2 separate regions of the Anas platyrhynchos genome follow, and region 1 is linked to region 2. Evidence: chromatin contacts called from public Hi-C data. All regions are on one chromosome and are shown on one strand. Each heading gives the region's core, a stretch centred on a gene start, on an enhancer-like site or on the middle of the called end of the contact. The rest is flanking DNA. Distances are from core to core; before and after follow the strand shown. Region 1 has its middle 12 kb from the start of TRNAK-CUU. Region 2 overlaps ST6GAL2 (ST6 beta-galactoside alpha-2,6-sialyltransferase 2).

What was found. Hi-C and Micro-C count contacts between places; a contact is called where the count stands out from the background.
Region 1: a Hi-C map of F1 follicle shows a contact between it and region 2, with 4 times the contacts expected there. The contact joins two enhancer-like sites. A contact is called at or near these places in 2 of 8 Hi-C or Micro-C datasets (F1 follicle and subcutaneous adipose tissue).

What each region holds. Positions count from the first base shown.
Region 1 is chr1:143,498,783-143,503,049 of IASCAAS_PekinDuck_T2T, forward strand. No RefSeq gene overlaps it. Among named protein-coding and RNA genes, the nearest start is that of TRNAK-CUU, 12 kb to the right of the region's middle. Within about 2 kb of position 1,564, at least 1 of the 8 cell types and tissues checked has an H3K27ac peak or open chromatin away from gene starts, as enhancers often do. A contact at or near this core is called in F1 follicle, where this site is marked.
Region 2 is chr1:143,158,356-143,162,414 of IASCAAS_PekinDuck_T2T, forward strand. The region is part of intron 1 of ST6GAL2 (ST6 beta-galactoside alpha-2,6-sialyltransferase 2); the gene reads right to left. Among named protein-coding and RNA genes, the nearest start is that of ST6GAL2, 150 kb to the right of the region's middle. Within about 2 kb of position 1,691, at least 4 of the 8 cell types and tissues checked have an H3K27ac peak or open chromatin away from gene starts, as enhancers often do. A contact at or near this core is called in F1 follicle, where this site is marked.

The sequences.
Region 1 (4,267 bases), core at 314-2,813, 340 kb after region 2:
AAAGTGAGTCTCAAGAGGGCAATGAGGGAAGTCTAATACTACTTTTACATCATGGTTAACCTGTAACAAGAACCCATTTAAGCTTGGAGATTTGATGAGCCTTTCAATTGTACATTTATTCAGATACAGATTGATTTTAAAATATGTTATCTGGCTCTTTCAAGGACAAGTGGTGCTTCTAATCAGTTCTGCCACAGAACTAGATACTGTTTACATACTCTAACTGCAGGCATCCTTGACTTCTGCAGATTTGCATTCCACAGATCAGTATTGATTTTTTTCTTCTGGTGCTGTTATGGTATTATAAAAGCAGAAGACTCATCTGCCAGCATTTGTGATTTTTTTTTTCTCTTTTTAGTGCTCTGTGTATTCCTGACATGCACAACGTTTGGTGGAAACATGCTTACTAATTGGTGTTGCTGGTGTGTTCTGCTGACAGGTGTGTTGTGTAAAGTGATGTTGTAGAGAAAAAGGAAATCAATGACTTTCTAGCAGTCTGTGCACCATTTCCAATATCTTCTACCCTTTGTCCAATTCAATATTCCAAAGGAGGCAAGAAACTGGGTGAAAAATCTATGGAAATAAAGTCATTAACTGCAATATAATGTATGCATTATGTATACATAATATGTTTCTAAATAAAGTTTTATATATGTATATGCTTAGCTTCTCTTTCTCTCAAAAGAACCCCAACATAGTGAAAAATTCCTGTAGCTGGAATTGCCAGAATTGTAACAGGGCTTGAAGCAGCTCCAACTTTCAGTGATGAGGCAATATCTACCCCAGGATGTCCAAAGGCAACGAACACAACTTGAGATAAAACCACAAAGAGGCAAAATGGTGCTTCTTGGCTTTCTAAACTGTGCCAACAGGCAAGGTCACAAATCAGATCAGGTAGAAACTGAAAGACATTCAACCAATTGCAGTGGTGTTTTAGGCAACACTTGAAAGGGGATCAAAAAGCAGTAATTTGTTACCAGTGTTCAAAGTTTCAGATTCTAAAAGGGGTAAGTCTCTGGTGTGTTTTTGGTTTTGTTTTATTTTTTGATATTTGAGTAATAAACACTGTGTCTCATTTTTCCGTGCTGGGATTTTGAGTAAGCTCTGACTAACATGGAAGCATTTTTTTAATTTAATTATAAACGTGTGTCCTGCAATTTTCAGCACCTCTTAGTCACAAGGAATAAGGTTTCTTAGGAGCAATATTACTTATTTCAGTGGCCAGCAGTGGAATAGACAGGGTGGTGTACTTTACACAAGTACATAGATTTAAGCTGATTGCTTTTAGGTCTGTAGCTAATTAGGAAATCTAGAAACCTCTGATACTAATCTATCAGCTTCAAGAGAAAATCATTGCAAGAGGAGACATTGTAGCAATCAAAACACCTTAGCACACAGCTGAGACTGTTGGGTATGGACAAGTCAGAACTGTGCCTCCAGTCTCCCTCTGCCACGCACAGGTAAAAACACACAACCGCAGATGGAAACCTTCGTTCCTATTTCAGAAGCAAGTGGTTTGATTGTTTGTCCGGCAGGTGGAACCCTGCTACTTCTTTTCCTGCCACAGCTTGGCTTGACAGCAGCAGGGAGGGACAGTTTGTGCTGGCTGGGCTGGGCACTGCCCGCTCTGCTCCTACTGCCAGCATCCCCTACAGATGTATAGGTGCTTCCAAAAAAAGGCAGGTGATGTTGTTTCCTGTGGGATGCATTTCATTGCCCAACAGCAAATGAAGTTCTGTAATACTATCAAAACAGAACAAGGCATGAAGCTCTTTTGACAAGTGTGTGCTTTTTTTCCCCTCCTGCCTGCAGGTAAGTAGGTCATCTATGAAGCCGTATGTTATTTTCAGAAAGGATTCACACTGCCCACATCAGTGTTTTCCCAGCTTAGCTACATGCCTCTCACAGACTCACAGAGTTTGGAAAGCACCTCTGAAGTTCCTTTACTCCAACCCTGTGCTCAAGCAGGGCCACCCAGAGCAGGTTGCCCAGGGTCAGGTCCAGGTGGCTTTTGAAGATCTTCAAAGATCTCTCCAGCATATTCTTTTCCAACAAGCAAGACAGAGCCTCCTCAGGTCCCACAGAAGAGGATATGTTTGGCTGGTCAAACTGGGAGATGCTGCAGCAATCACAATGGTACGTAGCAGCTGGGAAGCACCTCTGAGCACACGGCCCTCACCCAACAACACATCCTCACCTACAAACACATGGTCACCTGCTCTGCAACAGGAAAGGCTGGTCACTGCCAGAGGCTGAGGGCCAAAGAGGCTTTTCCAAAATGTGAGATGGCATGTTAGAACAGGGGCTCTGAACTTTCAGTGTGTAAGGTCAAGGTCTGACTGAGGAGAAACAGAAGGCAAGAACTCACAGAGGAACAGTCACCCTTACCTCTCAAGCAGCCCCTTTCACCAATGGAGGGTGAACGTTGTTCCTTTCTGTCATTCCTGTTAAACCCCCAGAGGTTTGCAGTGATTCAGGGAGTATCTGGCTAAAGAGCTCTAGGCCACTGATTTCAGTTTTATCCTTTGAAGCCTAAGCTTTCAACACTTTTCACAACACCCTTCTTATTTAAGCACAGCTTAAGACAATTGCTTTTCTAACACCATTCCTTTATTATTACTTTGCTTTCTCACTCTTTTTCTATATTCCCCATGGGGAATGACTCACTATTCTCCCTTTAAACACAACAAGTCATCAGAATATTGATTGTGTTTGTTTTTTCCTTTTAAATTATTTGATTGTTTAATATAAAATAATAACCTGTTCCTCATTTTCACCCATAAATTATTTGCTATTTGTATTTTTGCTAAGCTCCCTCATCAGCCAATTAGGCTTCCACTTCCCCTTCCCTTTCTCCTTTTCAATAAATAAGTCACTCTTACCTCTGGAATGATTTTAACTAAAAAGAACTGTTGTTCCTCACCATCTTACCTCATATATGACCTCAAGTCTCCCCTTCCCCCTCCACTCAGCTGCGTGCTCCACTAGCCTTTTACTTCTAAACTATATAGTTTTGCAAATACTTACCTGCACAACTTCTTTGCTCTCAACATTACTGCACTAGAAGTTTTTCCTTCACATTGCATACACTTGTGTGTCAGATTAATTTTTTTTCTAGATGGATTAGCTTCACATTTTCAACTTCTGCATCTCTGCTTCCCCAAGAGTACTTGGAGCCACTCCCTGGCCTCCTTTCTGTGAAGCTTTGTCATTCCCAAGGGCTTCACTGTTTAACACTCCTATTCTTTCCATTGTCTTCCTTTCTTCTCTCAGGCAGACCTGTCATTCCCTGGCTTGCCTCAAAAGAACAGATAATGTAAAGAATGAGAGATGTGTTTCAGGCTTTTTTTTTTTTGGATTTTTTTTTCATTATTCATTATTCTTCATGAGCTTACACCTTATATTCAGATGCTGAAATTTAGACTGCCTCCACAGCTATAGATATGATACATCATATATAAGTACACTTTATGTGGTCTCATATCAAAATGAAATATAATGTATATTCAGTGAAAAAAATGTATATTCATGATGTACAAAAGTTGTTTCAACATTTAACTAAAATTATTAAATTACAATGAGCTAGAAAACCTCCACTATCTCCTATTACAAATGACCACAGGTCTCTGAGCATGACTATAGACAGGTTTCCTGCCCAGCTAGCTTCCAGATGTTGACATAGCCAGCTCTGACCCTCCATCTACTTTTTTTTTTTCTTTTGGCATTTCTGTGAGCTTTGAACTTGTAAAAAGTCTCTAACTGACAGCATTAGAAATGGGACATATGGTTTATTCATACAGTAAGCCTAACATGAGTAGCAGCATCAGCGTAATTTTGATCTCGTGCTTTCCATGGCTCTGCTACAAAATTAATAGGTCCAGTTTTCCCCTTCTATCCTGATGCAAAAATGCCTCAACTCCAGAAAGAGGTACTCTGAGTAAACAAAGAACAGAGACCACTATGAAGGAAACTAGATAAATCCTTTGAATATATCATTAAAGTAACAATGTCTCTGTCAAAACTGAAGTCACCTTCAAGGGAAAGGAAGAGACACACATGACAGACGGCAGATACGTCGTTTTGGTAATGTGCACAATAGGATACCACTACATAAAGTAAGATATTGATTTGTTACATGTCAGTTGCACTGTGGTAACTGAGTTTACCACAAAACACCTAACAGGTAGCTTATCCCTCAGAGAAAGAGAGACACGGCTGCCTCACATCTACCAATGAGGCAAGATATGCCAGTAAGCAATAGTAGTGG
Region 2 (4,059 bases), core at 441-2,940:
CCCTTTGCATCTACCAGCATCTGTCTACTGAGCTGGCATATTATAAACTGGACCGTTCGTCCTGATACACTGATACCACAGGGGTAGGGATGTGGAGGAATGTGTATTAAAGGTTGCTTTTTTTATTTTTTAAACTGGGTCAGTCCCTTTATCCATTTCAGCCTAGTGACACACACACAGTTGTTCCAGCACAGATGAAAAGATCGCCTACCACAACACAGAGGCGAGAACAAACCGTAGGTGCTATGAGCAAAGATACTTCAGACAAGCGATTCTGCTGACCCCCCTGGAATGCGAGGCCACAGAATCACATTTCTAAACATGGGCTATTTTAATACTCTAAGCAAAGCCTAGAACAATAAATAAATAAATAAAGCTAACTTTAGGACTGAAGGCATTGTACAGATAGAGAGAAGATTCAGTGTCGCAACTGGGTGAACAAACTTAATTTCTAATATATCAAAAAAAAAATACAATAAAATTCATGAGTACAATAACACTGTGCTCCTCACATGTTTGGCTCAGCTCACACAAACCACAAGGAAAGAAAAAGCTATTACTCCAAGTGACCCATTTCCCAGTTGCATTCTGCTGCTGCAAGATTGTTCCCTGCAGTACCTCAACGCTTCCCCCCCCTCCACTTCCAATTTTAAATCACTACAGGCTATGTCTTGTGGGAGTCTACTTTCAGTATATGACTGTTGTGCAACTTAGGTCTGCCCTCAAGTTATTGCAACCTGCCCACTCATCAGCGTTCAGATGTTTTGCATTTTTAAAGCAGCATTCTTCGCCTGTCTGAACTGCTTTCATCCCTTTTTATCATTTTCCCTGCTGTGTTTCCCCAGCACTTTTCAGCACGTGGCTTCCAAACCACTGTGTAAGTTAGTCTTTGCTCAGTCAGATGTTTCTCCTGCTGAATATACATTTCTTAGAGGATCAGCAAAGGAAGCATCTTTCAGAATCTTTTTTAAAAAGACAAGCTTGCAGGAAGTAGAAGCTATAAAGGAAGAAGTCCCTAATATTTTCCACCAACTCAGGCAATAAGTCTAACCATAATTTAAACATAACCCATATCAAAATCACATGTTTTTCTCCAGTTGTCTGTGTTTTGTTTTATCTTATCACTAGGAATTTACAAGAAACAGAAAGGGTTTAGTCTTAATTCAGGTATACAAATATGAAAGTTTCTAATTGTCTGCGATAACGTGTGCTTGGTGTAGCAGACTGCCTCAGCATGAAGAATTAGTCTGGACTCCTAAATTTGACATTCAGGTTGCAATCTGAAAAAGGAATGAGTTTCATTATTAATTATTTTTCAATCAAGGCAAATAATTTTTTTCCCCAAACACTTAGAGAGTCATACAGAACATTTGTATCAGTTGGCATGCACATGTGAGCAAGTACAGGATTACCTTTATCATTCAGCGAAAAATTATCTACATAAAATAAAATATCAGCATACACCAGTATATTTGCCAATGCTGCAAGTAAAAGGAGCGACACCAGTGAGAATAAATCAGAAAAACTTTACCCATTAACTACCGCAGGAGCTTATCTACAATCCCTTGTTGCAAGTGGGGCCTCAAAAAGGATACTCAAATCTCTTGAAGACCGGAGCTATGCAGGCAAATCTCTGTGCTGCTTTAATGTTTTTTTGCTCACAAGAAAAGCCTTGTCCTCCAGCAGTACAGCTGAGCTGGAAGCGAATTCAAGGTCATTACTGTATTAGTTGCAAGAGGACCCCTACAACCTCATAGGATCTTGAAGGCTGTGAGTGGAAAGCTGCAGTAAGCCCAAAGAAATATCAGTTTATCTTATCTCCCTCTGCACAAAACATCAAGTCAGCTCCCCCCCCTCCCCAGCCTCTGCGGCTTCTCACACCTCACCGTGGCTGCTTTTGGCAATGTCTGGAAGGAGAGGGCAGCCCCTCCTCACACTCCCCCCTCCCGCCGGCAGCAGACCCCTCTGCTACTCAGCAGGGGTCTCCCCCAGCATCACCTGGGGTGTGTGTTCACGAAGGCACTGGATCTCCGCTGCAAATAGAAATGTGTTTGTGTAGGAAACCAGAAATGACAATCGTAATGAGTGGCACTGGCTGACTGAAGAAAAACAGGTGGTTTCGTGAATGCAATTACTGAAGTCCACTGGATCTTTCAGGAATAAACCTCCATCTCTCTCATCTGTGCTCATCATACAGCTTTCAAGCTGTCAAAGCAAATCTATACAGAAATTTTAAAATTATTGTTCGTGTTGTTTCTTGTCTCCAACTTCAACACCCCTGCCTCAGTAATCCTCCCTGCTTACCAACAATGACAATGCTGAAGTCAAAGTTCAACCTAAAGAAGACCAGAGGTGCAAGCCTGAACTGGGGGAAAAACCCCAAGACTTAACCCAACCCAGTTTCCCATTCAGCAGAAGCAATAAAACACATTAAAAAGCATCTTTTGCCCCAGCATCTAAAGACTTCATTACAAATCTCCTTTCTGCTGGCCTCTTTCAATCATCAGCTAGTTTAAGCCCCAGCTGCAATATGGTTAGAGATGTTTCAGGCTGCTTGCACATAAGCTACGGAAAGCATGAGGCAAGGCACAAATCAGCACAGTGGTAAGAGAGGAGAGACTTACGTGTTTGCTTAACAGAAGTACTAAAATCATCTATGGAAAATAAAGGCAAACCCCAAGGGTATCTTCAAAGTATCCCAGGAAAAAAAATCAACTCTCCATTGGAAATTAAAGGCCGATTTTCCAAAAGCAGCACCCACTGATGGGAAATTTTATTTCACCACACTAAGATGCAAGATACCCCCTCCCTGTGTACAGCCTATTGTTTGGCAACAAGGAGCACTTCTAATTTTTCTGAAGTAGGCCTCCTGACTATTTCTTAAATGAGAAGAGATGGATGAGGGAGATTTTTTTTTTTTTTAATTATTATTATTCCTTTGAAACATTCCTCCCTTTCAACACTGTCTATTGTTAAATTAATTTGTATAGACCCCAACGGCTCAGAGGTCAGAAGGGTTCAAGTTGATGTTCTAAGCTGTGCACTGTTATGTTAAACAGGGTTTTTCTTGGCTGCAGCTTTGCAGTGAGAAGGTCACCTCGGGGTTATTTGGGGTAGCAAATGTTAGCTGTGGGCAACCCTTCCCAGAGGGCTGAGAATCAGACTGGGGTTTATTTGATGGAAAGCTTAGGCAGCCTGAACAGATAGCAAATGCTCCTTTAGTCTGCCTCATCTCTTAGTCAGCTAATTCCAGGGTATTAAGAAACCTCTGGCATAGGGCAAGACAGCTGGAGGCTGCATTTCCAGGGTGGGGAAGCACACTCATCCCCTTGTGTGGGAAGTGCCAAATTGGTTTTTAGCATTATCACATCATTTCTGTGGCGCAAGCTGTACAGTAGGCAGCAACAGACAGGCAAGCCTGTGGGGAGCGGTGACTGCCAAAAGATGTATATTAGTCACTTGATGGCCTGGGCACTTGTCTTATTGGCTGTGATGAGGCCTCCTAATTAATGAATCTCTTTTGGACAACTTCCTTGTTAGTCCTGATAAATCTGGCTACTTTCTTCAACGTTATTTTCAGAGGAGTCAGGCTGCATTCTCTATTACTTGTTTCAGAAGATGTTTTCTTAACTTGCTGCAAAGAAACATCCAAGTGATTCAATGATCTGAAGTAGGATATTTTTTTCTCTTCAGTATCACTCAGTGTCTTTTTCTTATCTACTTATCTTCTACTTAAGGAAGATTCCTTGGGAGGTACAAAAATGATGGCATTGCTAACCTGAATCATTTTTTTTAATGCAAGGCAAGCATCCCAAGTCAGGGCATTTAAAAAGCAGAGTCTCAGGTTCTTGTTTGCTCCTAAGGATGGATGCAGGCAGGCAGCATGCCTGCTTTCAGGTTCTCTGATAAAAGCTAGGATTTCAAGTTGGGAGGTGGTGGGGACTTTTTTATCTTTTTAAATAGTGACCCATTTCTATTAGCCCAGGCTGTATGAAAATTACTAAATATAGTGAGACTTACAGTAAAACCCACTCGAGCTGGCAACCCAGCAGCTGGAGG